Regions from separate parts of the Zea mays genome. Here region 2 is linked to region 1. The links are chromatin contacts, called in public Hi-C maps. All regions are on one chromosome and are shown on one strand. The core of a region is the stretch at or near the end of the contact, and the rest is flanking DNA. Distances in the headings are between cores, read along the strand shown. Region 1 holds the start of HMT-3 (Homocysteine S-methyltransferase 3). Region 2 holds the start of LOC100274591.

Region 1 (3,355 bases), core at 64-2,563:
ACTGTTTGCCCAATGAAACAAGAATGGTTTATTTAAATGAAAATACAAAAGTACATAATTCGTTGGTTAGGTAAAGAACAAATAAGGGATTTGAACAGACATCACGACTGCGAAATTGCTATTCAGTTCTGTTAAGATAATAGCATCCGGGTTATTCACTGTTAATTAGAGTAGAAGTTCACATATACTAGCCCAGAACTACCTTCGGAAATAAATCACATAAACACCTTTCCCCGGACGTACATGTCTAGCCTCCACAATGAATTGGGTGGGTCAAACATGAGTTCTGATTTATGAAGTCGACAGTGAAGGACTCAGCTGGGGACAAGTCTGGATAAGAACAAGAATGTTCTGATCCAGGGCAAGCTCAAAATCATCAGACAGAATAAAGTTATATTCCTGAACCAGTCACCAAATTCAGTCGCTAGCATAAGCTTCGTCCCTTGACGCACGAGCCAATTCGACAGCAAGCATGGGCTCTATTCATTCCAATCTCCGCAACATACCCATACGCATAGGAGGACATGCCACTGTCCTGTGCACGATGCGGTAGTAGCTGTGGGGACGTTCTCAAATACATTCTTTTGCTGCGACGCTATTTCCTTCCAAGACCCTCGGACCATGAAAACAAAAAGAAAGCATCCCCACTACATTACCTTGCAATAAATTAGTAGACCGTATTAACAAGTAGTGACCCGTCGATCCCACCCACGCCAGGCCAAAATCTCGGCTCGTCACTAGTTAAGTGTTCCGAATATAGAAGGAACAAAAAGAGGGGGCAAATAAAAAAAAGGCAGGCAGCACGGCCGCATCGCCGCGTGCTTGGGTCCTCCCTGGCTCGAAGTCGAAGAACAGAGGGCGGAGATCCAATCAAACAGATCGCCAGAAAGCACCCAACAACTTTCCATTAGGGGATAGCACGGGACGGCGGCCGAATGGGGCGGCCTCGTACGAAGAGTGAGGGTAGCCTTAAGGAGGGTCGCGGGCGGGCGGGCGGGCTTGCCTTGCGGATGAGGTGCGGGGAGGAGAGGAGGCACTTGGCGCTCCAGAGCGGGTCGTTGAGGTCGGCGCCGTTGGCCTCGAGCTCCGTGGCCAGCCCGCCGTCCAGGACCAGGCGCCCGCCGGCGGCGTCCACCCACCGCCGCACCGCCCTCTCCGCGCCGCCTTCCGCCGTCCCCACCATCTCCTGCTGCCACCGACGTGCACTCGTGCTAGGATAGGGTTCAGTTTGGAGGAGCGCTGCCCGCTTGGAGAGGAGACCAGACCAGGGTGAGGGTGGCTGCCTGGCTGGCGAGTCTACTCTATTTTTTTTTTTGTTTTAGCTTTTTTCTGTTCATAATCGTTCATTCTAAACAGCTTAATAATGTTAACAGCGAACTATTAGGTAGAGATTCTAAACAGGGTACTGTTTATTTCATTTTAAGATTATATAATCTAGCTTATAGATATCATAATTTAGATATATATATATATTATATATAATTCCATCTAATAAGTAATAATAATATATATTGTTTATTTGTCTCTTAACTTATTTAAACTTGAGGGTAAACAAATATGGTCTAAATCTGAAGCTAATAGAAATGACTAATATATACAAGACTGCGAGATTATTCGAGTCTATATCTATATGTACAGTATGTATGAGTGAGTCAAAAATAACGTGCTTTACGGATGGCCGCTCTCCTGAAAATGCCCACATTTTTCATGCCACCATGGTCTTTCGTGTTCAGTTCCGCCAATATATCATATTATTACCGCTAAAGAAATTTCGGTTCTCAACTCGGTCACGGTCACAGCGACGATATTTCAAATTAAATTATATTCTTATGGGAACGTATTACTACTACTAGTATGAATTTTAAAGATGTCACCCTCGGTCAGCCTGTACCAAACCTTGCGTGACCGCGACTCTCCCCGTGAGCGCGTCGTCAGCAGATAACAAACGACAGCCAAGGCGGCAACCAGAGCATGCATGATACGTGCGCGGCAGCGGCGGTGCGTGCGTGCGGGTTCAGTGCACCTACCCACAAAATTGGCAGCGGTAATGCACCTACCCGCATTCGTAGGTGAAATTTCTGCCGTCGCCAACCTGTAGCGCTGTCCGCCTGTCCCTTCCCTTGTGTCATCTCAAATTACAGATCTCTCTCGCTGCCAACTACTCAGATTTTTTACCCTCCTCTCGGTGCTGTTACTGTCATCTAGACACATCTTATTCCTGCTGTCGATATAGATAATATGTTCCTTTCAATGCCACTAGAAATAGACCGCGCCCTATTAGGCGCTATACCAGCCAATTATAAATAGACTACTAATATCAAGCAGTATTAGTGGTCTTTAACATGTTCAGGTCTTGCACAGCAAGGCAACAGGTTTAAATCCCCACAGAAATCATACTATTATGCTCTTGAGAGTTTCTACTTCCCACAATTAGGGCTACCAGACACTCATCTAAAAATTGCTATTTAATTCATAGGATAATGAATTTTCTAGTTACCTCGCCTAATAATACTCACAAGTCATTGGTTATGCATATCAAAAACAATATTTAATGGTCTGTTGATGAATCCTATCTTTTAAATTTTCTCGGATGTTGGAAGATATTGATATACTTTGGACTACAGGTGGCAACAACTATTTCCGAAGCTACACACTTTTTCCATACTTGATCCGCCCAGCCATTAGAGCCATCTCGTTTCCATTCACCAAACATAGTTGGATCACCAACAACATTGACAGTTATCCATATACCATGAACAAGTACAGGGGTCGTGCCAACCATTTCACTAACATATATGAATATAGTCGTTTCACCTCATTTTTACTCAGCAACATAGTAGTCACTTTGGGTTTGGATACACTGTCACCAGTTCAATTTTACTCAGCAACATAGTCTGCCCTGTTTCTAATCCCTCAGGTTAGTTGGGATGTGCTGTTGGTGTTGTAATGTTTGTTGACTTGGAGACAAGCTCAGGTGACATTTAAAGATGCAAACAGCAAGAAGCTGTCAAGAGTGAGATCTTTTGTTTCCGGTGACTGCTTTGTTATGGGGCCATGGATTGGGCGAGTGCTAAGAGCATTTGATCTTGTCACACATGTATTCAGTGATGGAGTAAAGTGTAAAGTCATGTTAAGGGATTCAGATGTACTGAAGCTCGTTCGTCCTGTCCTTGTTGAAGATGGACCTTATTGCTTTTATTATCTTGGCCAACATGTGATGATAATGAGGAATGTTTCCAAGTTGGCAACATGGTTATGTGGATCATGGAGTCCTAGTAGATATGCATGATGGTACTGTCTCTCATGTTGATGTAGGGCTAGTGCATGTGAACTGGATCACATATGTAACCACTAT
Region 2 (3,649 bases), core at 1,031-3,530, 650 kb before region 1:
AGACTCTACAATAAGTTAGGTGTGGTTCATACAAATTGTCTTCAGCTTTAGATAGCTCAGGTGAGGCCTAATAGTTATTTGGAACAAATCTCAATCATAAAGTATTTGAATTGAAGATGATTAGAACTTTTTAGGGGCGTCACAAGAAACAAAGTGGTCGAACCAATGCGAATGGTGTGACGCCTCTGTGGAATGTCAGTAGAGGCATGATCATTGAACCTTATGAACATGGTTGTTGAACTATTGCGTTTGAGTTCGATGGTGTGTCAAAATAGACCAAAGAGGTTTTGGCAGCATCAACTGGCCTAGCTAAGGTCATCGAACCAAACACTGCAACTACAACAGTTAGGGTTCTTCATATAAGGTCATCAAACCCTATAACTAGAGTGACCTCGCATCATTGGTTCCTAGTTTGACACCCTCAAGTAAATGACCAGAGAGGTTTTATGAGTGTCAGACCGATCTAATGAGGGGTCTTTGGACTATACACTCCCAAAGTGCACTATAACAGATATGTATGACACAATGAGGTCACTGTTATCGTTGTGTCTCATTGGACCGTCGCCAATGGTCCAACGCTCAATTGTTGGATGGTATGATGATTGAATTCTGCCAGAGTTACTATAACAAGTAGTTGCCTAGTTAGGTTGTATAAATACACCCCAACTCGTTTATTCTAGCTCTCTTGTTTATTTTAACGGCTGAAGAAACCCTTTGGAGTGTGAGGAAGAGCTTTTGCTTAGTGATAGTCTTGACAATCGATAATAACTTGATTAACAGCCTCATTATCACATTGAGAAAAGCTTGTGTGTATCCATTATACTTATTAGCCTTGGATAGGTCAAGTGCCAATTCTTGATTGTTACTCTTCATATGACAGTGGTTTTGAAGAAGTCAAGGTGGTTGCGCTTGCTATTCCCTTCCTCCTCCATCACCGTGATCATCCTCCAGAAAAGGATCAGATATGTCAGAGAGAGAGAGAGAGAGGATGAATCGAGCTTCTCTACATTTTCTTGCATAAAGTATACCCCATTGGCTTTGACCCCCTTTCTTAATATGTATAAAAATAGACACGGGGTTGACACATGAACCAACATTCATTGCACCATCTTTTACCGCACACTCTCACGAGATTCGATCTAATCTCTACATGGTTATTGAAGGGAATGTCGTCACCATCACATTCATTGCACCCAAATCATCGAACTCCGACTCCATGGCATCTTCTCCCAACACTAAAGGTTTAGCTCCATGTTCTATCGTTTCTAGTTGCTAGGGTTACTAGCTAAGTTGCTAGAGCTCTAACACATGAATGTCTAGGTGTGCACATAAGATGATATCGTCAGCAAAGGTGTTGCATTGGTGCTTGATCGCGGTGGGTTTGGCCTCACGAGTAATGATAGCCTGCTTTGATGTGGAGAACGGCTAGCTGAACACTAGCATGACGACGACAATAAATTGCATGGGCGAAAGGGAATCACTCTTCTGCACACCACACATGTGTTGTATCCTGTGTCTCGGTTGTTTGTTGAGGAGGATGCGCGAGAGGGTGAAGATCTAGTGGCGCCATCACACCGTCGCCTAAGCCCGAAGGGTCGGAGCACGTCTAGAAACGACATGTCAAATGCCTTTGAGATGTCTAACATTGAACCAACTCAGACATCTTTCATTTGGTTGAATATTATTTCCTCGGTCTAGAAGCGATAAGTATATTAGACTTAAAAGGAGTTGAAATTAATAAAGTTTAACCAGTAGTTAGTCAAATCATTTGGAAGATTAGAGCATAAAATTTACCTAAATAGATTTATGTTCAAAAGTAGCTCTAAGATTATATTGATTCTTTAGCGATTAACTATATATATAATAAAAGAAGTTATGGATCGAAATCCATTTAAACCTATCTAATCTCTCATCTAATACACATGAATTGAGAGTAAAGCGAACAATCTCATATATGATATTTTTTATGGTAAAATACAACTACTATCATTTTCTGATTAAGGAGAAACACACTGCCATGCGCTGGACGTACTTGACGTCGTCGTGGTCTCGTGGATGGCGCGCTGGACAAAAAAAAATTACACGCCCATTCACGCAATCTGGCAATCACCATCCGAGTCCTAAGAGGCCAAGACCGTCGCACTGACAACACAGCACAGTCAAGCCCCGGCCCCGGCCCCGGAGCGGAGCAAAAGAGCAAGCAACCACGCCCCGAGGGCCGAGACACGCCTCGCCGTCATCCCACGCGCGCGGCTCCTAGGAGGAGTAGGCTCGTGTAGCCCCTATACGCGCTCTCGTCTCTCGTGTCTCCTCCCCCTCTGGCACACCTCGTGGTCGGTCGTCGTCCCGCCTCCACCACCCCAACTCGTGGTCTTCGTTTCAGGCCAAGAAGAAGAAGTGGGGAGAGGAGATCCGGAGGCAAGGCAACCCACGTCGCTTCCACTCCTTTCCACCCTTCCTTGTCGCCTTGCTAGTTGCTGCTCCCGTCGTGCCACGTGCTGCTTCCGCTAACTGCGGGTAGGGGCTAGGGAGGGAGCTGAGCAATGGCTTCCGCCACCGCCGCGCCGCGACCTCCGGCACCGCCGCCGCCTCCGCCTCCCCCTCCTGCGGCGGCGGCGCAGTGGCTAGGCCCGCGGGTGTCGTTCAGCCTGGACGATGCGGGCGGAGGAGGAGTAGGGGGAAGGGATGCTGCGGCAGCGGCAGGAGGGAAGGCCGGGCCAGGCGCCGGCGCCGGCGCCGACTTCGAGTTTCTGCTCGGCGGGTGCGCCGCCGCCTGCTCCATGCTCCCCGCCGACGAGCTCTTCTCCGGGGGCAAGCTGGTCCCACTCCGCATCCCCGCGTCCACGGACGAGACGGCGGCCGGGGCGGAGGCCGAGGTAGCCGCGCAGTCGACGCTGCCGCCGCCGCCGCCGAAGCAGGAGCAGCAGCAGCAGCCGGAGACGCCGCGGGCGGCGGCGGAGCCCAAGGTCCCCGCGAGGAGGTGGCGTGATCTGCTGCGTCTGCGGAAGCAGCAGGCGTCGCCGGGCGCCGCGGCGGACCCGAGGCCGCTGCGCCGGCTCCTCCGCCGCGGCCCCAAGCCCCCGGAGCCGGAGCCGTCGCTGAGCCTGCCGTTGCTCCGCGAGCCCGGCCCGGAGGAGCCCAACGTCACCACCAAGGCTACCGAAAAGACGGCGTCGTCGCAGCACCAGAGCCTGCTGCCTCCCAAGATCCGGCTGTCCGCGCCGCAGCAGCAGACGTCGGCGCCCCCACCCGCGCCCCCGCCTCCCCCTCCGTCGGCGGTGGCGGCCGACAGCCCGCGCCTGAACGCGGCGGGAAAGGTGGTGTTCAACGGGCTCGGGCGCAGCTCCAGCAGCCCGAGCAGCCTGGCCGGCGGGCGGCGCCACCGCAGCGGCAGCGCGGGCGCCATGGAGCGGTCGTACTCGGCGCACGTGCGCGTGGCGCCCGTGCTCAACGTGCCCGTCTGCTCGCTCCGCGGCTCCCGCAAGTCCGCCGCCGCCTTGGGCATCGACCGCCTCTTCGCCCCGTCGTCGTCGGGCGCTGCCTCCTCCTCCGCCGGCGCGGCCAAGAAGAACAGGGCCGCAAAGAAGGACGTGGGCCCCGGCGCCCAGTGACCCGTCCGTCGGTCGCCGCGCCACGAGTTGGTTTCCTT

The links. Hi-C and Micro-C count contacts between places; a contact is called where the count stands out from the background.
Region 2: a Hi-C map of ear shows a contact between it and region 1, with 3 times the contacts expected there. The contact joins the promoter of LOC100274591 here to the promoter of HMT-3 in region 1. A contact is called at or near these places in 2 of 25 Hi-C or Micro-C datasets (ear and tassel).

What each region holds. Positions count from the first base shown.
Region 1 is chr3:122,379,573-122,382,927 of Zm-B73-REFERENCE-NAM-5.0, reverse strand. It overlaps HMT-3 (Homocysteine S-methyltransferase 3), which reads right to left and starts at 1,313. Exons shown (of 7, transcript NM_001111543.2): 1 at 1,004-1,313. The coding sequence starts at 1,183.
Region 2 is chr3:123,028,725-123,032,373 of Zm-B73-REFERENCE-NAM-5.0, reverse strand. It overlaps LOC100274591, which reads left to right and starts at 2,280. Exons shown (of 1, transcript NM_001148944.2): 1 at 2,280-3,649. The coding sequence starts at 2,544. The coding sequence ends at 3,611.